7 separate regions of the Mus musculus genome follow, and regions 2, 3, 4, 5, 6 and 7 are each linked to region 1. The links are chromatin contacts, called in public Hi-C, HiChIP or PLAC-seq and promoter capture Hi-C maps. All regions are on one chromosome and are shown on one strand. Each heading gives the region's core, a stretch centred on a gene start, on an enhancer-like site or on the middle of the called end of the contact. The rest is flanking DNA. Distances are from core to core; before and after follow the strand shown. Region 1 holds the start of Dusp1 (dual specificity phosphatase 1). Region 2 holds the start of Fance (Fanconi anemia, complementation group E). Region 3 holds the start of Taf11 (TATA-box binding protein associated factor 11). Region 4 holds the start of Clcn7 (chloride channel, voltage-sensitive 7). Region 5 holds the start of Snrpc (U1 small nuclear ribonucleoprotein C). Region 6 holds the start of Rab26 (RAB26, member RAS oncogene family). Region 7 holds the start of Ilrun (inflammation and lipid regulator with UBA-like and NBR1-like domains).

What was found. A called contact is a pair of places that touch in the nucleus more often than the background predicts. HiChIP or PLAC-seq counts read pairs in DNA pulled down with a chosen protein or histone mark. Capture Hi-C pulls out chosen DNA fragments and counts their contacts.
Region 2: a contact with region 1 is called in a Hi-C map of B cells, with 6 read pairs. The contact joins the promoter of Fance here to the promoter of Dusp1 in region 1. A contact is called at or near these places in 1 of 39 promoter capture datasets (erythroid cells), 1 of 484 Hi-C or Micro-C datasets (B cells) and 1 of 9 other capture datasets (liver).
Region 3: a contact with region 1 is called in a promoter capture Hi-C map of liver, with 2.0 times the contacts expected there. The contact joins the promoter of Taf11 here to the promoter of Dusp1 in region 1. A contact is called at or near these places in 1 of 39 promoter capture datasets (pre-B cells) and 1 of 9 other capture datasets (liver).
Region 4: a contact with region 1 is called in an HNF4G HiChIP or PLAC-seq map of pancreatic cancer cells. The contact joins the promoter of Clcn7 here to the promoter of Dusp1 in region 1. A contact is called at or near these places in 1 of 39 promoter capture datasets (liver) and 1 of 115 datasets of contacts at active chromatin or transcription factors (pancreatic cancer cells).
Region 5: a contact with region 1 is called in a FOXA1 HiChIP or PLAC-seq map of pancreatic cancer cells. The contact joins the promoter of Snrpc here to the promoter of Dusp1 in region 1. A contact is called at or near these places in 2 of 39 promoter capture datasets (hippocampal neurons and pre-B cells) and 1 of 115 datasets of contacts at active chromatin or transcription factors (pancreatic cancer cells).
Region 6: a contact with region 1 is called in an HNF4G HiChIP or PLAC-seq map of pancreatic cancer cells. The contact joins the promoter of Rab26 here to the promoter of Dusp1 in region 1.
Region 7: a contact with region 1 is called in an H3K27ac HiChIP or PLAC-seq map of microglia, with 5 times the contacts expected there. The contact joins the promoter of Ilrun here to the promoter of Dusp1 in region 1. A contact is called at or near these places in 2 of 39 promoter capture datasets (HPC-7-derived erythroid cells and pre-B cells), 2 of 484 Hi-C or Micro-C datasets (B cells and CD4 T cells) and 2 of 115 datasets of contacts at active chromatin or transcription factors (large pre-B cells and microglia).

Annotation. Positions count from the first base shown.
Region 1 is chr17:26,506,796-26,511,052 of GRCm38.p6, reverse strand. It overlaps Dusp1 (dual specificity phosphatase 1), which reads left to right and starts at 2,581. Exons shown (of 4, transcript NM_013642.3): 1 at 2,581-3,096; 2 at 3,334-3,479; 3 at 3,849-4,068. The coding sequence starts at 2,730.
Region 2 is chr17:28,311,014-28,315,018 of GRCm38.p6, reverse strand. Fance (Fanconi anemia, complementation group E) reads right to left here and starts at 1,489. Exons shown (of 10, transcript NM_001163819.1): 1 at 1,137-1,489. The coding sequence starts at 1,375.
Region 3 is chr17:27,905,434-27,909,687 of GRCm38.p6, reverse strand. Taf11 (TATA-box binding protein associated factor 11) reads left to right here and starts at 1,944. Exons shown (of 5, transcript NM_001379368.1): 1 at 1,944-2,187. The coding sequence starts at 2,017. It overlaps Anks1 (ankyrin repeat and SAM domain containing 1), which reads right to left and starts at 382. Exons shown (of 25, transcript NM_181413.4): 1 at 42-382. The coding sequence starts at 226.
Region 4 is chr17:25,132,130-25,135,953 of GRCm38.p6, reverse strand. It overlaps Clcn7 (chloride channel, voltage-sensitive 7), which reads right to left and starts at 2,563. Exons shown (of 25, transcript NM_011930.4): 1 at 2,340-2,563. The coding sequence starts at 2,477.
Region 5 is chr17:27,837,947-27,842,103 of GRCm38.p6, reverse strand. Snrpc (U1 small nuclear ribonucleoprotein C) reads right to left here and starts at 2,017. Exons shown (of 6, transcript NM_011432.2): 1 at 1,935-2,017; 2 at 1,598-1,640. The coding sequence starts at 1,942.
Region 6 is chr17:24,532,489-24,536,584 of GRCm38.p6, reverse strand. Rab26 (RAB26, member RAS oncogene family) reads left to right here and starts at 2,838. Exons shown (of 9, transcript NM_177375.1): 1 at 2,838-3,208. The coding sequence starts at 3,002. It overlaps Gm33508 (predicted gene, 33508), which reads right to left and starts at 2,690. Exons shown (of 3, transcript NR_169077.1): 1 at 2,600-2,690.
Region 7 is chr17:27,818,250-27,821,926 of GRCm38.p6, reverse strand. It overlaps Ilrun (inflammation and lipid regulator with UBA-like and NBR1-like domains), which reads left to right and starts at 1,385. Exons shown (of 5, transcript NM_001033279.3): 1 at 1,385-1,750. The coding sequence starts at 1,593.

The DNA of each region.
Region 1 (4,257 bases), core at 1,332-3,831:
CTTTACCCAAGGTTACGGAGTAGACAGTGAGAAGGATGCACTTTCAGCCATTATTGGGAAGCCCCTCCCCTAGCCCCACCCCAACACCAAGACAAATCCAAATGAGAGGAACTGACAGGTTCATAGGCTGGTGCCAAGCCTGCACACCGACTGTCCCCACAGGTCCCGTATAGAAGCTGCTGCTTCTCGCCCAGTCACAGGGAGCTGTGGCATGGTAAAGTGAATGAGGAGAGGCCACACAGTTAAAGGGGAGAGGCAGGCTAAGTCTTTTGGCTGATTCTTATCACCCCCTGTGGCCTCTAACGTTGCTTGTTGCTTCTAAACACACCTGGAATGGGGAGGCTCTCAGGTCAGGGAGGCCTCTCCTAGAGTTGAAATCTACTGCCTCACACTGTCCCCGGCCCTCAGCAGCTAAGCCTCCAATGCAGCAGCAGCCTCTCTGGTTCTGCCCCAGAAACCAAGGCATCCTCACTACCTGGATTGTGACCTGCGGCGGCTATACCTTTGCTAACACTCTCTGAACGAGTGGATCTTAGTGTAAGTCTCTCTGGCACCTGGAGAGAGCTTTCTCTCAACTGGGGCTCCAAGCAATCAATGCCTATAGGTGTCTCTCAAGTCGCACCTGGCGTGATTCCCTAAGGTTCTGAAACACACAGCACATGGCCCATGTGATCCAAGCATCATTGTGTTGGGAAGGGAAAAACTGAGAGTGGGTGACTCACGGGAGGGGAAAGGTCTGGGTGTTCTGCCCCTTCTGCTTCACAAGGGAATGCCACCGAGTCACGCATGGTACCAGCTGTACTGAAACTACCTTGCAGGCTCATCCGGGAAGAGGATGGCTGGCTCCCCAACAGTCAACTGGCAGCAGTTCCAGCTCTTTAGGCTCCTTCTAGGAAGGGAAGAGGGCAGAACTCCACAGCGACCAGCAGACCTCTGACTTCAGTGCCCAACCATGCCACTGTACTCATATAAAAAGGTCTTTTTGAAAAGTTTGGGTAGAGAAGGGTATAATGAATGGCCTTGCAAAAACAAAAATAAAAGGAAAATTTGAAGTTGGTATGCAGTTTGAAAAGGCAGCAGCTGTAACATTTTATGATTCAATGCAAAAAATATGTTGAGGTCCTCAGCTGAATAAGTAGAATAAACAAATAATTTTTTTCTTTCTGTCGCTCTTCTGAGATGTAGGGAGGGTGGTGTTATCTGAAGATTTCTTTGCTGTTCTTTTAGGATCAATGCTCAAAGGAATGTAAAAACGCCCTTTAAAAATAACGTATTCTGAATTTACAGAAGAATCTAGGCAGAGCGCAAGAGCTAAGAGAGGCCAAAGCGGACGTTGCTGGGCAAAGACACATGGTAGTAAGACACCTCCCCTTGCAAAGAGGAAGAAACCGCAGAATGTTCCTGACTCGGCACCCCTTCAGAGTGGTGCAATGTTTATGTTTGTGTATCCAACTCCGTGGTGTTGCGGCGGACTCACTGCCTACCCTGTAGTCATGGAGTTTTGTGGAAGGACACACACACACACACCATTTCGGTCTTCCCAGGTGTGATGAGTACAGTTTGTCCCACAGAGTGGCGGATTCAAGGCTCTTGGCCCTGAGTCCTTGGTGTGCTCAGCTTCTGTTCAGTGGAGATGAAAGGCACGAGGGCAGATGCCTTTAATCCTTAGTAAGTCAGGGACAGGAGGATCTCTATGAGTTCAAGACTAGCCAGAGCTACACAGCAAGATCCTCTCTGAAACAAACAAAACAAAACAAAAGAAAGTTGTGTTGGGGGACAGAGGAGCAGCGGCTAGCAGCATCCTCTTGATGCCACGCGACGACAATGTTCTGGGCCGTCCCTAGGCGGCGCTGTGGAGCTCTACCCAAGTCTCCCCCACCCCACCCCCCCAACCCCAATGTTAAACCTGGGCTCCAAAGATCTTGCAACCCTCCTCCCTTTGCTCCAAGTAAGTCCTCTAGGGACCACCGCGGTAAAGATAACACTCCGGGGTGGGGGGTGGGAACTAACTGGAAGCATTCCCTTGTTCAGCGTAAAACTTTTAAAGTGACATTCAAGAAGGACGTCTCAACTCTCGCCATTTGTCCTCGGTATAGCCAGAGGGCTATAGACCGAATTAGTCATCTCTCACTACCCACTCCCCTTTCCCGCTCAGCTCGCCACGCCCACCACTCCAGCAGCCAGAGCCGGGCCAGCTGAGAACGTGATACCAGGAGTGGCCCCGCTCGTTCGGCGGAGACCCGCGGAGGGGAGCAGGGCAGGTGTCCTCAGGCCGCGCGTCCTGGCCACCCGGGCTGGCAGCGCGCCGTCCTGCCTGCGAGCCCAGAGGACAGGAGGGTGGGGGCCGGGCTGCGAGCCAGCGCTCAGAGCCGAGAGGCTCCTAGGCCGATGACGTCTTTGCTTTTGGCTTTGGCGGCGCCAAGCTCGGTAGGGCGGGTGACGTCACCGCCCGGTCACGTGTCTGCCATTCAAACAAACAAACCGTTCTCCCCCACCCCCACCCCACCCCCCGCTTCTGTGCCGCGCCCGGGACCGCCCCCGAGAGGCTACATAAAACCGCGCTCCGTCGGACGAGCGCGCAGTGAAGGACTGGCGGGAGGAAAGCGCGGTGAAGCCAGATTAGGAGCAGCGAGCACTTGGGGACTTAGGGCCACAGGACACCGCACAAGATCGACCGACTTTTTCTGGAGAACCGCAGAACGGGCACGCTGGGGTCGCTGGGGCTGGCCATGGTGATGGAGGTGGGCATCCTGGACGCCGGGGGGCTGCGCGCGCTGCTGCGAGAGGGCGCCGCGCAGTGCCTGTTGTTGGATTGTCGCTCCTTCTTCGCTTTCAACGCCGGCCACATCGCGGGCTCAGTGAACGTGCGCTTCAGCACCATCGTGCGGCGCCGCGCCAAGGGCGCCATGGGCCTGGAGCATATCGTGCCCAACGCTGAACTGCGTGGCCGCCTGCTGGCCGGAGCCTACCACGCCGTGGTGCTGCTGGACGAGCGCAGCGCCTCCCTGGACGGCGCCAAGCGCGACGGCACCCTGGCCCTGGCCGCGGGCGCGCTCTGCCGAGAGGCGCGCTCCACTCAAGTCTTCTTTCTCCAAGGTACGCTCTAGCTCTGGCAGGACTTATGCCATCAGCTAGGGAAGGGGCGTCCCACCTGGAGTATGGGGGCGCCGGCGTCCAGTCTCCAGGGGCTTGTCAGTGGCTTTGTTTCACTCCCATAACAAAGACTTCCTTAAGCCTTCCTTGTAAACTCGCAGCCCCTGGTGGGTGAGTGGCTTGTCTCCAGGTACTGTGTCGGTGGTGCTAATGAGAAAATATGTACCTTTGTATTCTCAGGAGGATATGAAGCGTTTTCGGCTTCCTGCCCTGAGCTGTGCAGCAAACAGTCCACCCCCACGGGGCTCAGCCTCCCCCTGAGTACTAGTGTGCCTGACAGTGCAGAATCCGGATGCAGCTCCTGTAGTACCCCTCTCTACGATCAGGTTAGTAGGAGTCCGGGTCCATGCAGGGCAGGGAGGTGGCAGAGCTGGCAGAGGTCTAGGAGGATTGTGCCAGGAGGATATAGAAAGCGGCTGCAGCTTTATTTATACTAGCGGGGACACGAGGATCTTTAGTCCATCATGAAGCAATTGGATGGAGCTGAGTCTCCCAGTTGCTGGCACGGAAGAGCTTGTTGGCTCTGTCCAGGCCAATGGGCTTGATTCTTTACGAATATTTTAATATGTCAACAGCAGTGCTGAGGTCACCAGTTTCAGAAACTCCCGTTTTCAGCGGGGAGTTTTTGTGGGCATGGGTACTGGTGCTCACGCTGGACGAGCTTGACGAATGCTGGACTGTTTTTTTGACTTCAGGGGGGCCCAGTGGAGATCCTGTCCTTCCTGTACCTGGGCAGTGCCTATCACGCTTCTCGGAAGGATATGCTTGACGCCTTGGGCATCACCGCCTTGATCAACGTCTCAGCCAATTGTCCTAACCACTTTGAGGGTCACTACCAGTACAAGAGCATCCCTGTGGAGGACAACCACAAGGCAGACATCAGCTCCTGGTTCAACGAGGCTATTGACTTCATAGGTAAATGGAATAACTATCTGGAACCTCTGCTTCTGTCCCTACTGTAGCCACTGAGCCCAGTCTTTTGGGTGGCAGCTTAAATGATCCTCACCCAAGCCTTCCTCCTCACTGAGACTCAGTTGAACTGACTGTCTTGTCCAGGATTATAAGTGTAGATACCCAGTCCGGGTTTAAATCCCCTGCTATCCT
Region 2 (4,005 bases), core at 240-2,739, 1.8 Mb before region 1:
TGACTTTAGCTCTCTAGGATTCTACTGAGGTAGCCAGTGTGACCTGAACCAAGTGACCATGTCTTCAAGCCTCCCCCTGTGTCAGGGCCATTATCACACCAAGGTGCCTGTCATGTGAGGATAATAGAGAAATATATATTGGAAATATAGGAAATATATATAATATAGAGAAATATATATAGAAAATATAGGAGATATATATGTGTATATATACATATACATACATACATACATATATACATATATACATACACACACACACACACACACACACACATATATATATATATATATATATATATATATATATATATATATATCCTTTATTGTGATAGGGTTTCTCTGTGTAGCCCTCGCTATCCTGGAACTCGCTCTGTATACCATGCTGGCCTCAAACTCACAAGAGATCTGTCAGTCTCTAGTTTTCTTGGCCTGTGCAGTCTTGGTTTCCAACTTGAAGCAATCCTCCTGTCTCAGCTTCCTGACCGCTGAAACCAGACCCTACACTGTATGACCTGTATTTTTGTTTTTCGAGACAGGGTTTCTCTGTATAGCCCTGGCTGTCCTGGAACTCAGAAATCCGCCTCCCTCTGCCTCCCGAGCGCTGCGATTAAAGGCATGTGCCCCCACGCCCGGCATGACCTGTATTTTTAACACAGGTGTCCACTTGACAAGAACATCTGTATTAGAGATACATTATTTGTGTTTTGGCAGAGTCTATGTTGTCCTGGGTGGTCTTGAACTTAAAGATCCTCATGCCTCTGCCTACTGGGTAGTGCTATTACCAGCGTGCACCACCACACCCCGCCTTTTATTCTTCTTAGGACAGAGTCTCACTCTGTTGCCCTGGAACTCAAGAGACATATGCTCGCCTCTGCCTCCAAATGCTGGAGTTAAAGCCATGCACCAGCAGCTCAGCAACTGGAGATGGAAGCAAAGCAAACAAACTCAGTCTGCACTTAGAATTCTGCCTGACAAAATGCGTGTCTCAGCCCAGTGCTGGCACGCGCACTTGTAATCCTGTCACCGAGGACATGGCTGCCGGAGTTCCAGGCTAACTTAGGCTAGATGGAACCCTGCCTCAACTACACAAATAAGCAGGGGGGAGGCGGCGGGGGCCACGGGCGGGGACTCACAGCTCTAGGCGGCCGTCGGGGCCCCGCACCTCGGGCTCTAAGTGGCCCAGCGCCTCCAGGAAGCCATCCCAAGGGAAGTGCTCCGCGCGGCGGCCGAGGGCGCGCAGAACCCCTAGCCCGCGCCGCGCACCCTCAGGCCCTGCCTGTAGCGCCTGAAGCAGGAGGCGGGCAGGGGCCTCCAGGCTCGCCCAGGGCGCCGCTCCGGCCGAGGCTACGGAGTCCGACCCCGGCGTCGCCAGCGCAGAGCGGACGCGGGGCGGCGGCTAGGACACGCGGGATCGGAGCGCCACTCCAGCCGCGCAAAGCTCCCGAAGCCAAGGAAAGCCGGAGCACCCTGTAGAGCCTGAAGGGGCGGGATCTAGCGATCGGGGCGGGGCCGGAAGGGACGTGATCATCGGGAGGGGGCGGGACCATCAACTAACCAGACCTGTAAGAGAGCGTCCAGGAGAGGGGCGGAGCGGGGACGGAGCGAGGGCATCAGGAAGCAACTTAACTCCCTGCATAGTACGAGAAGCCCGCGAAGGGGCGGGGCCGGTTCCTGCGTCTGGAGCCAATCTGATCCGCGCTTGATGGAGCGGCTGTACTATACTGCTGCCTAATCTTAGTCCTTCTCCACGTCTTTTTAAAATGTTTCTTTTCAAAAATTATTTTATGCCGGGCGTGGTGGCGCACGCCTTTAATCCCAGCACTCGGGAGGCAGAGGCAGGCGGATTTCTGAGTTCGAGGCCAGCCTGGTCTACAGAGTGAGTTCCAGGACAGCCAGGGCTATACAGAGAAACCCTGTCTCGAGAAAAAAAAAAAAAGCAAAAATTATTTTATGCGTATGGGTGATTTGCTTGTATATATGTAAATGCACTATGTCTAGTGCCCGCGGAGGCCAGAAGAGGGCGTGGGATGTCCTGGGACTGGAGTTAGCGGCTGTAAATTTACATGTGGGGTCCTCTGCAAGAGCAGCTAATACTCTTAACCGCTGAGCCATCATCCCTCCAACTCTGTTTCCATTTTGCCTTTTCTGTGTGTGTGTGTGTGTGTGTGTGTGTGTGTGCCTGTGTGTATATATATGTATGTGGGCCAAATGTGTGCAGGAGACCTGGAAGGTCAGAAGAGAAAATCAAAATCTTTGAAACTTGAGTTATAGGCAGTTAAGACTGCACGCGCATGCTGAGAAACCCCAGTCTTTACGAATACAATTAGCACTCTTAACCACTAAGCCATCTCTCTAGTTCCTATCCTTTTACATTTCTATTTTTACTCATGTGTATGGGGCGTATGTGTATGTGTAGCTGGGAAATATCTCTATGTGTATATAGTATGTATGTGTTCTGAACCTTAGTCCTCTGTGAGACAGCAATATGGCCTCTTAACTGATAAGACATCTCCCCAGCCACAAATTATCAAATATTTTGACCGTGACAGTTACTTTCAGGAAGAAAAAAAAAAAAAAGGAGATAAATTGAGATGCCTTATAATAGGATGACCAGGCAAAATGAACCCAATAAGGTCCAGGTCAGGGAGTCTGTAGGGAGGTTGCTACAGGAAGAGAAGAAACAGGGCAACGGCCCTGGAGCTGCAGGGTGGCTGAAGAGGAGATCAGAGAGGCTACCAGGCTTGAGGTCACACAGAGGACATTGGCTTTCTACTCTATCATGGGAACCCATGGCAGCATTTTTGAGCTGATTTTGATCTAAGCCAAACTATTTATTTCAAAAGAATTAGTTGGAAAAGGTGAGGTCTTTACTGCTTCACAAAGTGGGAGAAAAGGCAAAAAGACAAAAAAAAAAAAAAGAAAAAAAAGAAAGAAAGAAAAAAAGAAAGGAAGGAAGAAAGAAAGAAAAAGAAAATGCCTTCTTCTAGTAACCTCCTTTCTCGGTGTTCCACAGAGGAACTGTGGCAGATGTGGGCCCTAAGAAGTACAGCTGGGACCTCCCCCAAGCCTCAACCAGGACCTCACTGCCTAAGGCTTCGCATTTGAGTCATCTGGGTAGAAGTGGGGCAGAGTTCTAAACCTGGTTTAGGTTTCCACATTCAGAGAAGTCCAGGACAATATCCTCACCCCCTGAGGAATGTACAGTGCAGTCCCCCAGAAGTCAAGGAAAGCAGATGGTCCCTGGGGACAGGGCCTAAAAACGAACAGTCTTCAGACAGCATGGGACAGCTCAGTTATAGCTTATTGTTTTTTTCTACCAAAATCCTTCTACAAAACAGTAAAGTTTAAAAAAAATATCAAAGACTTGTAAAGAGCCTTTCTTCACTGTGGTCCTCTCCTCATCCCGACACCCACGCATCCTCCTCCTCCCCCACCCCAGGCTGGGAAACTTCAGCTCACAGGGGAGGAGGTGGAGGGTTTGAAGCAAAGCCCCAAGGGATTACCAGTCACCACTAAAATTTCTCACCCAGCAGGTCCCTTTCCTTCCCTCCCCTCCCCTCTCCTCCCCTCCTCTCCCCTCCCCTCTCCTTCCTTTCTTCCTTCCTTCCTTCCTTCCTTCCTTCCTTCCTTCCTTTTGTTTTAGATTTATTTATTATTATACATAAATACACTGTAGCTGTCTTCAGACACACCAGAAGAGGGCGTCAGATCTCATTACCATGGTTGTGAGCCACCATGTGGTTGCTGGGATTTGAACTCAGAAGAGCAGTCAGTGCTCTTACCCGCTGAGCCATCTCGCCAGCCCCTCTTTCTTTCTTAATATTTATTTATTTTATGTCTATGAGTACACTGTAGCTGTCTTCAGACGATCAGATCCCATTACAGATGGTTGTGAGTCACCGTCACCATGTGGTTGCTGGAAATTGGAACTCAGGACCTCTGGAAGAGCAGCCAGTGCTTTTTTTTTTTTTTTAGTTTTTTAATGCATGAGTGCTCTACTGT
Region 3 (4,254 bases), core at 695-3,194, 1.4 Mb before region 1:
CCCTCGCAGTCCAGGCTGCGAGCCCCGGCGCGCGCACTCACCTCAGCAGACTGGAGAGCGGGTGGCTAGAAGAACCGAGGCCGCCGCCCCCGGAGCCGCCGCCGCTGCCTGAGCCGCCGCCGCCGCCGCCGAAGCCGGAGGAGAGCCGCTTCCCGGACAGCAGCTTCTCCACGGCCGGGAGGTGCCCGGTGCGGGCCGCCTCCAGCAGCTCCTGCTCCTTCCCCATCCCCAGGACCGCCACCCCTCGGACCTCAACCCGGAGCCTTGCAGAGCCTGCTCCGGCTCCGAAACTTTCCGTCTCCGGGCAACGCACCCCTCAAACCGGCCGGGGACGCCACCCCCTCTCCCCCCGCCTCCTCGGCCTCCCCCACTCCCTGGCGGCGCGTCACTTCCGGGATCCGGCGTCACGCGTCACCGCGCCCCCGCGCCCCGCCCCCTTGCCCACCTAGTGGGCGGGGCTCGGCGCCGCCGTGCAGGTGAGCCCGCTTGGCGGAGGGGAGCCTCGGTGTGCGGAGCCGAGCCTGGCGCAGGCGCGGTCTACGCCTAGCGGACCCGCCCATTCGCCAGGTGGCGGAGATCGGAGGCGGCACGCCTGCAGGAGCTTCCCGAACTGCTCGCCTTCCCAAAGGTTTGGGACCTCATGGCACTGGAAATGCGGTCATTGTTCCTGGCACCGTAGAAACAAAAGAAAAGGGGGTAACGCGTACCTCTGTTTTCAACTCCATTCAAAACGCATAGATTCAATACGGGATAGGCGCGGAGATCTAGAACCAGACTTGAAAAATCCCTCCCTCTGGTGCCTCCTGGAGGGAAGACCTGAGAGTTTTACTTCTGCAGTTAGACTGGCATTGTGGCAACTGCCATTTGTCCCAGCAGTCGAGAAGCAGAAGCCGCTGGCTGCATCGCTGTGAGTTTAAGGTCAGCCTGATCTACAAAGCAAGTTACGGGCTAGCCAAGGCTACATAGTGAGACCCTCTCTCCAGAAAAAAAAAGGTGGGGGGGGGGGAGGGAGTACGGGGGTGGCTGGAGAGGTGGTTCCCTGTTAAGAGCACTGGTTGCTCTGCCAGAGAATCTAGGTTTGATTCCCATCACTTGTGGCGCCTCACAGCAGTCTGTAACTCCAGCTCCAGCGGATGTAACACCTTTTGCTGGCCTCCCAGGGTACCACGAACGCATGTGGAGCTCAGACTTACATGCAAAACACCCATACACATGAAAAAAAAATGTAAGAACTCTTAACAGACACTATCCTCGCACTCCATCCTACTAACTCTTCAGAAAAAGTCAGAAGAGACCTTCTTTCTCTTAGTTGTCATGAGAGACATTTTAAAAGTCAGATTTGGGGAACCATTTCCAATTTTTAATATTGGTGGACTAAGGAGGGAAATGTAATTGGGAAAGGATGACTTTTTTTTTTTTTTCTGTTTTTCCCTCACAACACTAGCCTGTTCTGACGCGAGGCAGGTGGCCAATATTTGAAGTGTTAAATGAAACCATTGGATACTTTCTGTTGGCGTTAGAGATGCTTGCGAAACAGAAGGGAAACTTCCCTGGTGGACACAAGCCGGTGGTCTTAGTTCTTTGGGAAATCCGAGGTTAGGTCGCTGCCGGAAGCTGCTCAGTCCACGGCAACAACAAGCAGCGGGACCGAGTTCTCTCCCTGTTCCCCGACTTTGGGCTGAAGGAGTAAAGTTAAAGAAGGGTTAATTGGCATTACATTCCCAGGAAGGAGAAGAAAAAGAAGGAAAAAGAAGTCTCTCGGGAAACGAATTACGCTCTTTCAAAAACGCTTCTGCCCTGAAGCGGAGGATCTAGACTTCTACATTTCTTTCACATTAAAACAAATTCCGTTTATATGAATCCCCTGGGCAACCAACGCGCTTCTGGAAGTGACCCCTCCCAGGATCCGTGGGCGTGACGTCATCGCGGCGCGACGACGAGCCCTCAGCTCCAGCTCCGCTCCACAGCTCCTTCTCCCGGCGGTGCTGCCATCGCCTCTGACCCCCTGCTCTCGCGATGGACAACCTCGGGGAGTCGCCCACAGACAAAGGCGGGGAGCCAGGGGAGTCAGAGGAGACGAGGGCTACTCCTGGGGCTTTGGTGGCAGCCGACACTGAGGGAATCCCGGAGGAAACCGACAGGGATGGAGACGCGGACTTGAAAGAAGCCGCGGCGGAGGAAAGCGAGGTAGGTGGAAGTTGGTGGATAACGCTGCAGGACTACCCGGGTGCGCTCCTGACTGCTTTCTTCCAAAGCCAGGGAACTAGAATTCCCCCACGACTGTTTGTGAGTCTGCAACCTTGAGGGGCAGGAGAGGGAACGGGAAGGTGTAGGTGCTGTTAGAGCCCTATTCAGGCCTGCTTGTACTCCAGCTCCTTTTGGGGGAAGGCTGAGGAGGAAGGTGGAGGAGACAAGAAGATAAAAGACGAGGAGAAAATGGTTAAGGACAAATAAATTTGAAAATCTGAAGCACAAAGGTTAGAAACACGCGTAGATCAATAGTGGAAAGTAAGTTAGAAAGGCTGTCAGATAGATAATGCCTTCTCTCCCCCTCTCCATATTTCTGTATGAGTTTAAATATGAATTCCTTCCTTCCTTTCTCTCTTTCTCTCTCTCCCTCTCTTTCTTTCTTCTCCTCCTCCTCCTTCTTCTTTCTCCTCCTCCTTCTCCTTCTCTTCTTCCCCTTCTTCCTCTTCTTCCTCCTCCTCCTTCGAGACAGGGTAGCCCTGGCTAACCTGGAACTCAGGTTCTATAGACCACACTGGCTTCGAATTCAGAGATCCCCTTGCCTCTGACTTCCAAGTGTTAGTATCAAAGGCATGTGCCACCACTTCCCGACATACCTTTCATTTTAAAGGAACCATTAAATCTCATTAATGAGTTTTGATGTATTACGATTTTATAGTAAGTTGGCTAGGACAGAGTTTGGATCACTCTTGTGAATAAAACGGTTAAGTGTTTATGTGAGGAGAAATGTAAATAGTAAACATCTTGAAGACGTTTTTAGCTTAGGGCAGGCGAAATTGTTCAGCAGGTCAGGGTGCTTGATCCCCAGAACCCACGTTAAGGTAGAAGCGGACTATCTGCACAAAGTTGTCCACTTACAAACCCACACACATGAATGTCCGTAGTAACTGAAAAATTGTGGGTTTTTAAGAATATTTTTTATATGAATGTTTTGCCTGTGTATTTTTGTTTGCCGTGTAATGTGCCTGGCACATTCCCTGTAAAAGTCAGAAGAAGGCATTAGATCCCCTGAAACTAGAGTTGCTAATGACTGCGAGCTGAAATGTGGGTGTTGGTAAATGGAACCTAGATACTCTGCAAGAACAGCCAATGCTCTTAACCTCTGAGCTTTCTGCAGTTTTTAGTTTAAACTCAATATAATGGTACAAGTCTATAATTTCCACAAGCTGAAAATCCAAAATGAGACTTTGTCTTAAATTACAAAAGGAAAAAAAAAAAAGCTTCCGAACTGGGCATGGTGGTGCACAGCTTTAAGCCTAGCATTCTGGAGGCAGAGGCAGGTGGACCTCTTGAGTACAAGGCAGCCTGGACTACTACAGAGAGAGTTCAAGGATAGCCAGGGCTATGTATAGAAACTCTGTCTCAAATTATTTAAAAAAATAAAATAAATAAAATTTGTATTCTAGTATTGGGAAAGATCTCGTGATCCAGTAGAGAAAGGATCAGAAGAACAGAGCTCTGTTCAGTGTGGAGCTCCCAAGACACACATGGAAGGGACTGTACTGACATCTATGGAGTGAGGTCAGAAGGGTGGGCCCGAGGGAGAGTGGCTGTTTGGATCCTTGGCATTTTCCTCGTAATGTGTAAACAGATGCAGGACCTCTGTATGATCATGGCTAGGCTGGGAAATGGATTATTCATTTTCTTTTTTGTTTTTTGTTTGTTTGTTTGGTTGGTTGGTTTTTCAAGATAGGGTTTCTCTGTGTAGTCCTGGCTGTCCTGAAACTCACTTTGTAGACCAGGCTGGCCTCGAACTCAGAAATCCACCTGCCTCTACCTCCCAAGTGCTGGGATTAAAGGCATGCGCCACCACCACCCAGCGGATTATTTATTTTCTTTCCCAGCTGGAGTATAATCTTCCTTGGAGAGATGGATTGCCTCTTATGCAGATGGTATAGGCAGTGCCTAGAACTAGATAGCTACTGCGTAGACAGAGTTGCTGGGCTGGAAAGAGGAGGGTGTTTGCTGGCCTTTCCCAAACCTGAGAAGTGTGCCGAGTACATAATA
Region 4 (3,824 bases), core at 1,314-3,813, 1.4 Mb after region 1:
ACTGATGCTAGGCAAGCACTCTGTCTCCAGACCCGTCGTTAATGACTAGCATCTACTGAGAACCTGTTTTCTAACAGGCTTGCTCAGTATTATACATTCATTAACTTTTTACAGATGAGAAAACTGGCACCAGCTGGCCTCAGATCCTGCCGGAAATTCTGGCTGGTCCAGTGCTCAGCTCAGCACAGAGGGTTCCCAAGCTGTAGCCAGTGCCTATTCGACCTGCCTAAGCAGATAAGGATTCCTTAGCACTGGAGTCCCCAGTTTCTTGCAAGCCTCTCCTAGGCCTAGTCACACCCAAGTCAACTCTTGTGCCTGAAAAAGGCTCCTACCCCCCGGACCACATCCCACACATATATTCTCTCTGTTCTGTTGCTCTTCTTGTCTAAGGACTTGGCACAAAAGTGCTCATTGCACATATTCCTACAGGGCTCGTCACACAGACCCAGAAAGGTGTTGGGGCCTGTTCCCAGAGGGAAGAAAGCTGTCCTATGCACCTCAGTGACCTGCACACAGACCTGGGAACCCACAATGGGGCAGGTGCTCAATTATTTTTTAAGTTGTTTAACAGCAACCAATCAATTGTATTATCTGCAGATTTAAAAGCTATAGTGGTAGCCGGGCGTGGTGGCGCACACCTTTAATCCCAGCACTTGGGAGGCAGAGGTAGGTGAATTTCTGAGTTCGAGGCCAGCCTGGTCTACAGAGTGAGTTCCAGGACAGCCTGAGCTTCCAGGACAGCCTGAGCTACACAGAGAAACCCTGTCTAAAAAAAAAAAAAAAAAAAAAAAAGCTATAGTGGTATTTAGGGGGAAAGATCAACTCTTTCTTTACTCTGTCTATTTGCAAAGAAAAGCAAAAATAAATAAAAACAAAACAACCCACATGTATTCAGCCCAAACTCAACTCTGTCAGTTTCCAAATTCTTCCCTCTCTTAAAAACCAGTTGCCAACATAAAGTTACTTTCTTTTTGGAGAGAGACACGTGTGTGTGTGTGTGTGTGTGTGTGTGTGTGTGTGTGTGTGTGTGGTGGAGGCCTCTCTAGTGGAGGCCAGGAGAGGAAAAGGTGGTCAGATCACCTGAAACTACAGTTATAAGTGGTTGAGCCACTGGACCTGGGTGCTAGGACCTGAACTTGAGTCTTCTCCAAGAGCAGCAATAGCCCCCTTCCCCAAAGGTTACTTTCTTTACAACAGGGATAACAAATCACACCACCCAGAAACACCCTAGGGAGGCAGACACAGCTCTACCACCTTACTTATTTCTGATCACTACTGCAGACCGGAGTCACAAGCACACGTCCTTCAAAAGGGCCTGAGCTGCTTCCCAGCAACAAGGAGCTGACTTTGACTTTCACTGTCCACTGCACCTTCAAGGGTCTAGCAAAGAAAGCCTAAATGTAAGTTTTGATGCGGTAGCCCTATCTTGTGCTCTTCTTAGCCTTTAAAACAGCAGGAGTGTTTGTTAAGACACCTCTAACATCAGGAGGAGGAAGGGTAAAGGACAGTTATAAAACAGACTAACATCAAGGAATTGATATAAGTAACTGACTCAAAATTAACACGATGCACACAGGCAAAAGAAGCAAAAGCACACAAGTAAACAAGCCTGTCCCGGTCTTAAACGCTAGGCATTTGAAGGCACAAACTGTTCGCAGTGCTGAGCACACTCTGGCCTCTGACTTGTTGCTTATCATGTCTGGCTGCACATTCCAAGTTCAACTAGGTAGTAAGAGAAAATGAGTGGGGATGCTTGACACTGCAATTGTGTCCCAAACGTCTGGAATTACTCCTGTGAGAAAGGAGACAGGCACTTTCACCGAAAGCACAATTCTGCCATTTAAATTGAAAACTACCAAGCGTGTAGTCCAGGCCTTCCAAGTTCTTGGGAAAATGAGACAGGATTATGAATTCATTGGTGGTCTCACTGTGAGACCTTATCTTGAAACGTCAAGGGCTATGGGTGCAGAGCTGAGGTCGTTATGATTGCCTTGTATGTGTAAACCCTGGCTTGACCCTCACCACGAAAAGTAAAATTAAAAAACAAAAGCAACGTTAAAGTCTTGGGATCTCTTGCTGAAAAGTCAGCGACAACGGTTCCTGGAGGAGAGGGTATCATTTTCTCTGATGGTGTAGCCACTGAGGAACGAGATGGGAAGAAGGGGTTCAAAGAGAAAGAAAGAAGAGGTTTATGAGTGCGAGGCTATCAAAAATAAAAGTCTTCCAGGATTCAAAAAAATAACAGAGGAGAGCACCGTGGCCTCCCTCTGGGCCCCGCCAGCACACTGAGGACCGGCGCAGCGATCCCGGCGGCTGCATCTCCGGCCCGCGGGCCTCACCTGGCGCGCGCCCGGCCCAGCTCCGTTCAGCAGCGGCGTCTCCTCGTCAGGCTGCCCTGTCCTTCGAAGCAGTGGCGCCCCCTCCTCATCATCGCGATCTCGGCCGGACCAAGACACTTTCTTAGAGACGTTGGCCATGGCCCACTGAGGACCAAACTCAACAAGAACAGCCGGCAGACCGGCAGCATTCCCGTGACCCGCGCCCAGGTCTCACGTGATCTATCATCGGTGCCCACGTGACTGACGACGGAGGCCGGCAAGATCCGGGAGCGCGGAGTCTCCTGGGAATTGTGGTTCACTGGTCGTTGCAGCCCAGGGTAGAAACCTAGAACTCAAAATCCCTAGCAATTAGTGTCTTCACTGAAGGCAGTGACCCAAACTCCAGAGAAGAACCAGCCCGAGATGCACGCCTAGTCCTCCAAGAGATGATATGGAAAAAAAAAAAATAAACTACCTGTAAAAGTTCTGGAATCGTCCCTCTCAACTAAGTTGGCTTCATGTGTTTCCTGTGCTCAAAGGGCAGCCAAACTGCTGCAATTCCGGGAAAGGGATTGAGACCCTGATGCCACACCACTTCCAGTAGGATCTGTATGACAAGTTCCACAAACTGAGGCTATTGACCTCAAAAGGGGTAGGCCTCCTGGAACCGGTGTGGAACTCTTCGCCGGAGAAAAAAATATTGAGTGGTAGTTCTTATGGCAATGTTTTGTTTTCTCTTATTCCTTTTCTTATTTACATGTTCCTGGTAGCCTAGGCCAAGATCTTAAGCAAGAATAATGGGTAAGAAACCAACCCTAGAGATGGGGGCCACTAACATGACCTTATCCCCCGGGAAAACAATGCCTTACTTTCTAAATCATTTACAAAACTATTACGATAGATAAAAACTTTCCCAACAATAAAATTTCATATGGCTGCACGTGTGTCATCGGAGGTGGATTTTGGTGTATGGTAAAGAAAGCCTTAATTAGAAAGAATTAAAATAGTTTGAATTTACATATTGAAGATTTGTTAAAAAAGAAAAAGAAAAAACCCAGATACTAGATGTTAAATAGTAATTGACCATGGGGCTAGAGAGTTAGTTCAGTGGTTAAGAGCACTGACCATTAAAGATTTATTAACCTGCTCCTAGAAATAAGCCACTAGACTTGGACAACAGCCCCCACTGAATACATCCTTTTAGAATTGTTATATTTTGATGATTTATATTAATAATGATGTTACCTGTACTGTTTGTGATTCACTGAATGCATAGTTTCAGAGTTGTAATGCTTGGATGATTTTTGTGCTTTACTGTGCCAAATGATTTTTGTTGGTATTTGTGATTGTTTCACTGGATATAGTTTCTAAGAGATGTAATGTTTGGTTTTTTAATGTATAAAATCCCCTGCTTGAGAGCTGCAAAATGCACTCAGATTCAAACTGCCTCTGTGTTTGTTTCTGTTTGTCACCACCGAATCCTTACCCACCTAGCTTTGAGGACCC
Region 5 (4,157 bases), core at 768-3,267, 1.3 Mb before region 1:
AGCATACTGGGGCCTACCCATCAAACATTTGCTTTTGAGCACTGGCAGACACATAGATCCTTGCCTCTTGGCCTCCCTCACTACTCAGTACCAGGAACAGAACTCAGAGCTTCTGTAGTTTAGGCATGTGCTCTACCAACTGGGTTATACATCTGCCTGGCAGCTTCATTTATTTACTGTCTATGGCTTCTGTCTACAATGACTTTTAGTATTATAAAGACTTTTTAGTATTATAAAGACTCCATATTTACAAATCTAAAACAGTTTGCTACTTTAAGAAAAAGCATGCGTATGGCTGATCTGAATCCTGGTACTATTTCAATGTCCTCATGTTTCTCTTTTTTTTTTTTTTTTTTTGGTTTTTCGAGACAGGGTTTCTCTGTATAGCCCTGGCTGTCCTGGAACTCACTTTGTAGACCAGGCTGGCCTCGAACTCAGAAATCCGTCTGCCTCTGCCTCCCAAGTGCTGGGATTAAAGGCGTGCGCCACCACGCCCAGCGTCCTCATGTTTCTCATGGGAAAACAGCAGCTTAAATATATTTAAGCCACACTATTAGGAGAATACAGTACTATAGGCTGGTCGGAGTGATGCAGGCCTTGAATCCCAGGCATGGAGGCAGCAGGACAGCCTGTTCTACATAAGTTCTAGGCCACCCAGGGCTACATAATGAAACCCTTTCCAAAAATAAATAAGCCAAGGAAGTGGTGGCACATAACTTTACTCCGTGCACTCAGAAGGCAGAAAGCAAGCAGCTCTCTGTGAGTTCGAAGTCAGCCTGGTTTACAAATTATTCCAGAAGATCTGTCTTGTTTCCTCAGGAGATTGGGGGGGGGGGGGGCAGATAAATAGATTATTTAAAACTATTAAAACCATAAAAACCAAATTTTGTTGTTGCTAAAGGTTGTTTTGATTTGCTTTTTTTTGAGGTAGGGTCTCCCACCATAGCCTTAAACTCACAGCAATGCTCCATCTCAGTGTACTAGGAAGACAGGCGCCAGGCCCTAACTTTGTTGCTGGGCCTTGTGGCTGCTACACACGGGGCAACACTAATCACATATCTCAGTTATTCCTCCTGATGATCAATAGTTAATGAGGTTCTCACAGGAGCTGAGAATGGAGCTGTACACTAAGACATTTCTTTCCATTTTAACCAGGCATTTGAATAATGTGACATAATCAAATCTGCAAGTTTGTAGGAACACACTCCTGGTTTGTTTGTTTTTTGTTTTGTTGGGCTTTTTTTGGAGGGTGGGGCGAGTTATTTTGACAAGGTCTCAATATGTATCCTTAACTGACCTGGAATTTGCCATCTTCCTGGCTCAGCCTCTCAAGTATTGACATTACAGGTACATGCAGTTTCTGTATACGCAAATGCTTTCCATCTTCAAGCTTGCTTAAAGTTTTATCATTCTGCAAATACCTTCAAATTGCAAAGACCTCACAAAAAGGGTGGGAAAAAACACCCGCTTCCTAATTACTTTCTAAGAAAGGTTGTCATAAAATTTCCAGGAGACTGTAATGCACACACCTGGACCTAAAGAAAAAGAATTTTGCATACAAGGCGTTTTAGGATTATAAAAAAGACCCGCCACTTACAGAATCGTGGGTAAGATACGTATCACAGTAGTCACAATAAAACCTGAAATGACAAAAGAAAACGTCAGCAATTAACAGCTGTCCAAACAAACAGACCCAAAACCCAACTTCCTCGGATTGTAAGTCAAACAAAGCGTCCTGACAGAATGCGAGGCTTCTGAGCGAGGGTCCGCGCCCACTCTGCCAGGATGGCCGGAGAGCCTGGGTCTCCACCCGCCATCCCTCGGAGGGGCTCGCCTTCCCCTCGGAACGTCCAGAACCCGAGGCCGCCGCCCTGCACCTTCACCAGGACCCAACTGACCACCGCAAGTCCGCTTGCTCCCAGGGCCACACTCACTTGGGCATGATGCTCCACAAGCCGTTGGCTACCCCGATCCCCGCCGCCAGGAACTGACGCACACAGGCTGCGCCGACGCGAGCAAAGGATGCAGACAGGAGGGGTAGGACTTCCGCTTCCGGCCTCTGCCCTACGGATGCTGTGGGTGCCTCTGAGGTTCAATCCGCGCTCACTTATTCAGGATTAGTTACTCCGTCTAGGAAGTGCGTAATTTAGTACTATCAACAAAAGGTTCCAAAACCCTGAGTCAGCAGTTCCTACGCTGCGAATCATTAATCCAGCTTCTCAAATTGTGGTGACCCCCCCAACCAGAAATTATTCTTGTCGCTATTTCATAACTGTAATTTTGCCACTCGTATGACTAGTAATGCAAATTATCGGTGTTTTCTGATGGTCTTAGGAGAAACCTGTGAACGGGTTGTTCGACCCGCAAAAGGTGTCACGACCACTGCTCTAGTATGTACCCAGCTCTTCTGTAAATGAGAAGTGAAAAAGGCAGAACCAAATCAGGTAAAAGTTCTCATTCTCCAAGACCTGATTAGCAGTAAGCTGAAATCGATCAGTGGCTGAGGGATCAAAGTCCTATGCTGGGGAAATGAAGCGGGGAAGAGCGCAGCTGAACATCAAGGAAGACAAAGAAAATGTAGAAGACGATCACTGAGAAATTGATCATTGTATTTGAGCAATTAAGACAGACGTGAATTGTAGGGACACACTCCTGGGTGAGTGGGGCGGGTCTCAAGTTTTAAACCCTGTCTCCCTGCTTCCTTCCTAGCTGTGCAATTTACTCTCTCTGAGCTTCAGTTTCCTTATCTGAAAAGTAAAGGTAATAACTTGTGCAGTTTAAGGAAGAATCAAATGTAAAAATGCTGGAAAGTAGCTGGAGAATTGGTGTAGCGATTAAGCATTTGTTGCTCTTGGAACAATCTAAGTTCGATCACCAACACTCCCCCGTGGTGACTCCCACCTGTCTGCAGCTCAAGTCTCAGGGTGTCTGATGGATCTTTTTTAATCCACTCCCAGCACTAGGCACATACATGGTGCACTTACAAACTAAACACCCATATACATACAATAATACAAAAATGAATTTAAGCCGGGCAGTGGTGGCGCACGCCTTTAATCCCAGCACTTGGGAGGCAGAGGCAGGCAGATTTCTGAGTTCAAGGCCAGCCTGGTCTACAGAGTGAGTTCCAGGACAGCCAGGGCTACACAGGGAAACCTTGTCTAAAATAAAACAAAATATAAAAAAAATTTAAATGTAAAGCTCATAGGGCATTTAGCGAAAGGTCTATGCACTTAGGCCACCATAAATGGTAGTGATTCTATAGACGTTGTTAGCAGTACATTGCCAACTAACAGGTCAAACTTAGAGTCTGTTCTCTCAAACAAAGTGGATTGCCTTTTAACTTGAACTCCAAAGAATGAGAGAGGAGGGAGGAGTCATACTGCTGTCTCTCTCTCTCTCTCTCTCTCTCACACACACACACACACACACACACACACTTGGGGGGGCAGGGAGAGAGAGAGAGAGAGAGAGAGAGAGAGAGTCAGAAAAGTTACTATCCCTAGGCTGGTTTGCAAAATTCAATTCAAATGTGATATCACTTGAAAGCAGTGATTTTCATTGTCACCTTCAGATAACTTTGGTCCTTATTAGTTCCTTAAATAACCTAGACCTTTGGCGGGGTGGTTAATCGTAGCACTCAGGAGGCAGAGGCAGGCAGATCTCTGATTGAGGTCAGGCTGATGTACAGAGTGAGGTCCAGAACAATCAGGAATACACAGACAAACCCTGTCTCAAAAAATAAATTAAAGCCGGGCGTGGTGGCTGTATTAGTCAGGGTTCTCTAGAGTCACAGAACTTATGGACAGTCTCTAGATAGTAAAGGAATTTATTGATGACTTACAGTCGGCAGCCCAATTCCCAACAATGGTTCAGTCGCAGCTGTGAATGGAAGTCCAAGGATCTAGCAGTTACTCAGTCTCACGCAGCAAGCAGGCAAAGGAGCAAGAGCTCAACTCCCTTCTTCCAATGTCCTTATATTGTCTCCAGCAGAAGGTGTAGCCCAGATTAAAGTTGTGTTCCACCACACCCTTAATCCCAGATGAAAAGGTGTAGCCCAGATTAAAGGTGTGTTCCTTAAACTCGGAGATTGAATCTTCTGGAATCCATAGCCACTATGGCTCAAGATCTCCATACCAAGATCCTGATAAGGATCT
Region 6 (4,096 bases), core at 1,589-4,088, 2.0 Mb after region 1:
ACATCCTTTCTTACCCAACTGGCTCCTAGCCTCAAGCTTGCTCTGAGCTGCAATTACTCATTTATTGCCATGTAACAAACATCTCCCAAATGCTTAGGAAACTATGGTTTTAAAAGGCTCGCCTCTAGAGGAACATGGCGGCCTGCTAGAATTGCAGCACTTGGAAGGCTTGAGGCCGGAAGATTGTGAGCTTGAGGCCAGTCTGGTCTTCATAGTGAAACCCTCTTGTATATGGCATCATCTCCTGGGCTCCTGTGTACTCAGCCTGAGTGTTCTCTCATCATGGTACCCAGATCCTGAAAACCACTGTCTCAGGGTGCAAGAATCTGGGATCACTTCTGCCCAGGTTCAAGGGGAGGAGACACAGACCCACTCTATCACCAGGGAAAATACCAGCACCCTTGCCATCTTGTTTGTTTCCAAGACAGGGTTTCTCTGGATAGTCTTGGCTGTCCTAGAATTCGCTCTGCAGACCAGGCTGGCCTCTGCCCCTCAAGTGCCGTGATTAAAGGTGGGCACTACCACCTCCCAGTTGCTATCTTCTTTTGTTGGTTTGTTTTTTGAGTCAGGATCTCACTATGTAGTTCCGGCTGTCCTGGAACTCACTATGTGGACCAGGCTGGCCTCCCAGAGATTTGCTTGTCTCTGCTTCCCAATGGCTGAGATTAGAGGCATGCCCTCCACCACGCCTGACTCTTTTAATTTTAATTAACTAATACTTTTGAGACAGGGTCTTACTGTGTAGTCCTGATAGGCCTGGAACTTGCTATGTAGACCAGGCTCACTCACCTTTAACCCACTAAGATCTGTCTCCCCGGGCTTCAGGAGCACAAGGATTAAAGGCATGCGTCACCATGCCCATCTGAGGGCCGAATTTCTAACTTGTATTTCTTTTGCCAATTTAGTAGCTGCTTACTGAGGCCAGGAGCTGGCTGCCAGGGATATGGCTGTGACCGAGACAAGCTGCTTCCTGCTCCCAGAAAAGCTCCCATTCCAGAGTGAGAAACGGATGGGAGCAGAGGAGCCTTGAGATATAGTGATCAAAGAGGAGCAGAAGTGTGGGGCCTGAGGCTTCTCGGGAGAAAGCAGAGACCTGGATTTTATGTAAATGTTCCTCCTTTTAAAAGCAAGTCTGTCTCCTCTGCTGTCAGAGGCGCCCCTCCTCTGCTCTCCTCCCACTTTCTCTGGCTTGCCTGTTCCCTCTCTCTCCTTCTAGATGCCTGCACTGTTTTCACTGCCCTCAACCTGAATCTCCTCCTTGCAGCTCCTGCCTAGAACGTCCAAACTTGAACTCTATGTGTATGCCCTGTACTGGACGGATTCTAGGCAGTAGCTGGAAGGAGGTTACATGGTCTACTTCCTAGGGCGATAGGCACAGGCTGTTGAGGTTCTCAGCTGAGATCCTGGGCCAATCATGCTGAGGTTGGCCTTGTGAGGACGGGATACTGAAGTCCTCAGGGAATGCAAAAGTGAGAGCCCAGTACCCCCACTCTGGGTCAGGATGTATACAGATCTGGAAATTGGCCTGAAAGAGATAGGAGGAGGCTTTGAGCCACAGAGGTAGGGAGTTCTTCATGCTCTGCTCTCTGCCAACTGAGAAAGTTTAGAAGGCCGTCAAGAAACGCAGAGTTTTGGTGACAATGATCACATCTTGGAGAACAGCTAGGCCATTCCAGAGGAACACCAAGAAATACTGGGTCTCAAAGGCACCACCCTCCAGCATCCACTGTCCTTAACTCTGACTTTCTTTCTCCTGACTGGAGTGTCTTAGGTGAGGGGCTTTGGACAGAAATCCTCCAGTCAGCATAGGTAAAGCAGCAGGGTCAGAATCAGGAGAAGGGTATACCAGGTCCTGAACCAGTTTGGGGTTTAGAAAATCAACACAGACCTCTCTTGGATGAGAACCTAGGATGGAAAGACCATGGGCCAGTCAATTCTAGGAAGGGACCTCCAATCTTCTAGGCTGTCAGGGCAGACCTCTAACCCTAATCCTAACCCTAACCTATGCCTTGGTTATCTCTGAAGGCCTGATGCTGGCTGGCTGTGATAACTACTTCTTTCTCACTTTAGATATCCGTACTTCAACCCAGGTGGCAAAATATGTGAGGAAGATGGGGCTGGAGAGATGGCTCAGTGGTTAAGAGCACCGACTGCTCTTATGAAGGTCCTGAGTTCAAATCCCAGCAACCACATGGTAGCTCACAACCATCCCTAACAAAATCTGACGATCTCTTCTGGAGTATCTGAAGACAGCTGCAGTGTACGTACACATAACAAATAAATAAATCTTAAAAAAAAAAAATACGTGAGGAAGAACAGCGTGCCCGTTATGCCTCTGATCAGCTGAGCCCAGAGTGCTCGGTGCAGCAGGGATTGTTTGTGAAGCATGAGTGTTGGAGCTTCTTAAATTTGCCTATCCTGGAGGGAATAGCATTGAGGACAAGTAGTCAGATGGCTGGTATCTCTGATAGAAAAACAAAAACAAAAACCCTGAATCTCAGGCTGCCTATTCATGCAAGCCATCTGCCCCAGCATCCTCATCTCAGAACACATCGTAGTCCCAGGTCCATGGACTAGTCTATTGAGCTAGGTTACTGACCTGGGACATTGAAGACTGGGGCAAAGAGAGGACACAGGATCCTGGTGCTTCCTTCACTGGACAACTGGAGCCCTTTGAGCACAGTGCACTTGGAGCATGCTCCTGGGATGCACACCTAAGGCCTTCTTGGGACCTCTTGACCCCGCCCCTGGAGCGACAGACTTATTTGCATGGCTCCGCCTCAGAGCGACCATTGGCAGTGGTGGCGGGAGGCTGGGCCTGAATGGCTGCGCCGCCTGTGGGGACGCGGGGGCGGGGCAGGCACTGAGTGCTGGAGATGCTGCTGCTACTGCCGCCGCCGCTGCCGCTGCGGGACGGGTTCGGGTCCGAGTCGGTCTTGGCGGGCACGGGGCGTGGGACAACCCGGGACACAGCGGTAGCAGCAGGAGCACACTGAGAACCATGTCCAGGAAGAAGACCCCCAAGAGCAAGGGGGGGAGTGAGCCGGCTACCTCTACGCTGCCCGCCGCCGCCGCCGCCACCAATGGGCCACGTCTGGCACATCCGAGGACTGTGCGCCCTGGCCCAGAGGCACCGCCCAATGGGCCCCCGCAGTCCATCCGGCCCTCACTTGGTAGCACTGGAGACTTCTACGATGTTGCTTTCAAGGTGAGCCAGGCACCTCCCCGCCATGGGAATGCAGCAGGTGGCGTTGGATCCTAGACTGCCGCTGGGGAAGAGTGCAGGGCCTTGCAGACCCTCGGCGCTGAATTGGCACAGCACCTTGCAGATGGCACGGCAGTACCTTACATTGTCACGCGACCCTACGTGCGTGCACGAGCGCGCGCGTACACTCTCTCACACACACAAACACAACTATTAGACTAGGGTCTGGGGTATTCAACAGCTGGCAGGGCCCTACCCCCACTCCATCTACTGCAAGGCCAAGCAAGATCAGAGTTTTGAAGCTGTCCCTCTGGGATCTATGGCCCCTACCGGTGCTCCTGTCTCATCATTTCCCATCCATATGCTGCCTTCCCTCACCCCCCCAAGGGGCTGTAAGTGTCCTTTTTCTGGGAGAGAAGAGAACAAGGCCACCCTAGACCAGAACAAAATTGAAGCCTAGGTGAATTGACCTCCGAAGGCAGGGCCATCACTGGGTCCTGAAACATTGGCCTGAGGGATCATGTGGGTGGGAAAGACTTCACTGGTCTGGCCCTCAGGCCCACAGATATCCCTACCCCCTCTTCACTTCAAAAGCTGTCACACCTCTTCCGAACCTTGCTGCTGAGATTTGTGTCTTTGCTGGAATTCGAAGAGGCCCCCAATACTGAGTCCCCAAAGGTCTCTTAGGAGCTTCCAGCTGCACTCCCATGGCTCTGCTCCCCATAGGCCCCAAATGCTGCCCTCCCAGATCAAGCATGTTGTCCATGGAGGAGGGGTAGGTAAGGTCCTGGATGGGGACAGCTGTCCTCACTCTCTGTGACTGAGGCAGCATTGTTGGAGGGAGAGGTGATAGGGGGTGAACGGGGGTGAGGGTGGGGAGGGGGAGAGAGA
Region 7 (3,677 bases), core at 136-2,635, 1.3 Mb before region 1:
CAGCTGCTGTTCATGAGATAGACACAATTCAAACACATCCGTAAACATATTTTGTCAATCTTTAATCAGGTTGAACTGTTGAGCAAACTATCAGCAATAACTGCATTTGCTCAAGGTTCTGCTCTGAAATTTGGATATGATAACAATCACCAGGCGATTTTGAGCCTCCTCCCAGGCCCACTGACTTCAGTTGAGTCTCTTTTCAGAAGTAGTTGTGACAGTAGTTATCCCAGCAAGTAGGGGTAGGAGGATGAGATCAAAGGCAACTCCAGGAAGAAAGCCCGCCTCTGCCTCTTGAGTGCTGGGGTGGTTTATTTTTTAAAGGCAGGGTCTAGAGTATCTCTGGCTGGCATCAAACACACAGAAATTTGCCTGCCTCCCCAGTGCCGCCACCCTTGGCTGTCAGCCAGGCCTTATATGCAAGAGCGAAGTATCTCTGCTCTCAGGAACCCAGGTCTTCATACCTTCGGGGAAACAGCTTAAGCCAAGTCCCCAGTTGCCCAGTTTCTTACCCACCCCCATCCCTGTACCTAGTCATATCTAACAGGTGACACTGAGAAAATACTTGGTGACAGAACGGGCAGATGAGTCTCTCCACAGCTGAGCTTCTTAATCCTTCAGCTTCAAATGGAGCCTCACATTAGTAGATACACTGGATACTGTCTACAGTCATTTTTTTGGTCGTGGATTTTAGAGACAGAACAAGATTTGCTAAATTCTAGGGTATTGACCTTTCTTTGCAGAGGATCGGTTCCTCTGACCTGTAACTGGTGCTTGCATTAGGCTGCCTTTATTTTCTGGAAACGTAATGCTAAGGTTGCATAGTAACATAGGCAGTCATGAGAAACTCAGGTCAGAATCCAGAGACTAAGCGTGCACCGCCGCGACCTTGGGAAAATGTCTGTTTGAATACTAAGTCCCCTGAGAGCGGAGCAGCAAGAGTCCGCTCTGTGCTGCCCTTTGCCCTTTGCCCCAGTCCCAGCCTCTGTTCCTGTGGCGACTTCGGGTTCCCAGCCTGAGCATGGGTGGGGTCGCTCGTCTCCGAAGCACCTCTCAGACTCGTGACTCCTCCCACGCAGTGTGGGGACTCAGGCGAGGACAGAGACCCGCCCAGTATCCGCTCTTTCCGGCTTCCCGTTTCCTGCCCCCTCCGCTCTGTCGCGGTGAGGTCACGCGAGAGACGTCACCGAGTTATGACGTCACTGAAGGCGGGCTTTCGGGAGAGGAAGGGGCGGGGTCCGAGCGGCCCCGCGCGTGCGCGTTGGGCGCGGCCCGGGAGGAGGCGGAGGCGGCGGTGCTGCGAACCGCGGCGGCAGCAGCGGCGGCGGCGGAGGCGGGCGCTGGGGGGGGTGGGAGGGGGGGGAGCGCGAGCCCCAGAGCCAGCGAGAGAGGAGCGAGCGGTGCGGTGCGGCGCGGCTCGGCGCGGCGCGCGCAGCCCATGAGGCGGTGAGAGGCCTGGGGCCTGTCTCGGAGCAGTGCGCGCGGCGCCGGCCAGCAGCGGGCCGCCCTTCGTGGGCTCGGGCCCGGGCGCGGCGGCCGCCCGTGGAGAAGCAGGTCGGGGCGGTGGAAGCTGTGCGTCCGGGCCCCCCGCCATGGAGGGCATGGACGTGGACTTGGATCCGGAGCTCATGCAGAAGTTCAGCTGCCTGGGCACCACAGACAAGGACGTGCTCATCTCCGAGTTCCAGCGGCTACTCGGCTTCCAGCTCAACCCGGCCGGCTGCGCCTTCTTCCTGGACATGACCAACTGGTGAGTCCGCCCCACGCGGAGCCAATCCTGCTGGCAGCGGCCTCGCGGCCCCGAGGGCAAAAACACCGGAGCCCGCTCGTGGAGTACTCCCGGGCAGGGCAGGGCCCAGGCCGGGAGGTGGCAGGGAGTCAGAGCCCGAAGAACATGGGAAGAGGGGAGAAGTGGTGAGGTGGAAGCCAGGGGAGTCGATCTGGGGCGAAAAGCGTGTGTTCTGGGAGTAGAAAGCACAGGAAACGAGAGTTGCGAAGTGTTTTCCTTTTAAATAGGTGCGAAGTGTAGGAGCTGAGGATGACAGAACGGTGTGGAAACTCGAGGGAGTGTGTTAGGTGCTGAGGTCGAACTCTGGGCGCGGGAGAGGTCTCGGAGCTGAGAATAGATCTTGTGTCTCTTTGAGGAGATAAGGGCGAAAACGACTTTTGCGGCGGAGGGAACACAAATTATAATCAACTGAGTATGGTGAGAAAGGAAGAGTTGTGCCAGGGAGAAGTGACATCTAATGGAGGCGCCGGAGCGCCAGGCCTGCGACGAGGACTGGGAAAAGTCTTCAGAAAGTGGAGGGAAGCTGATCTTGGAGGCAGGAACTTTGTGAAGACACTGGCGTGCTGGGCAGAGGCTTGGCCTTGGGAACTTTGACGAGCTTACTGATTGGATGGGCTTAGTTGACAGAAAACTGAGAAATGTATAGGTTGGGGGCCAGGGGTTCTGGCTTGTAGTTGGGTTGTACAGGCTGAAGTGGAGCTGTCTCCAGGCACCGACGTGTGTCTTGGTTCTTAGAGCAGCACTTGCTGTTTTTGATAAGCAAGAATACTTTCTCTTGGTCTCCAAGTAGGGATTGTTAAGTTCACTCGGGAATTTAACCATTAGACTGGAGACCATTAGACGGCCTTTGAAAGGCTCTCAGGTGAAGCAACTAATCGGGATTTGAGCAAAAAGCAAGGGGGTGCATGCCCTTTGCCCCGTGTTGAGCGTTCAGTGCCCTGACGTGTGGAATCTTGTTTCTCTTGGCATCCCTTGAACAAACTCCCATTATTTCCATGTCCACCCAGTGCCTCGAGCAATGTCTGAAAAGAGGTTGTAAGCTTAGATTTTTATCCTACTCCTGCCTAGTGCTCCCCCACCCCACTCCAAAGATGCTTATCTGTGATGAGAACCAGAGGTGAAGTGTTTTCACTATTGGTCTTAAAAAAAAAATGACAAGAATGGGGCTGATATTTTAGTGTCTGGTAAACTGGGAGGCATTGAGGCACAGCCTTTTAGAGTTAAACAAGTACTTGTGAGTTCTGTTTGTGTCTTCGTTTATTTTTATTATTTCCTAATTGTGAGTATGTGCATGTGTACAGGTTCTTTTGGAGGCCTGAGGCATCGGGTACATGTGGGCTGTGGGGTGCTAGTACTGGGTGCTAGAGATGGAACTCAGACATGCTGTTGAGTGTCTCTCCAGCTCCTGGGCTTGTATATTGGGTCCAGGTGATCTGATGCAGGGAATGGAGCTACTTTTCTGAGCACCAACTAGATGGGTTTCATTTGGGCACACCTTTAGTCCTTGCAGTCTGGAGACTGAAGCTGGCACATCTAAGTGAGTTGAGGCCAGGCTGGTCTACATAGCAAGTTCCAGGCCAGCCAGGGTATATTGAGAGCCTGTTTAAAAAAAAAAAAAAGAAAAAGAAAAATCCTGAGCACAGCCTATGACTGGTAGGTTGTGGATGGATGCAGGAGTGGGCATTGCTCTAGTCTAGTTCCTAGGAGCCTCTAGCTTGTGTAGAGCGTTGCTGCTGTCTGTCTCCCACATCCCAGCTTCTTTTTCCCCTCTTATTTACACTAGGTAGCTTGGTGGTTTGGTAGGGAAAGAACACTATTTCTCCCTAGTTCCTCCTGATGTGACTATTTAAATACTGAAGAGACTCGGGACCATTGATCCTTAGTCTTG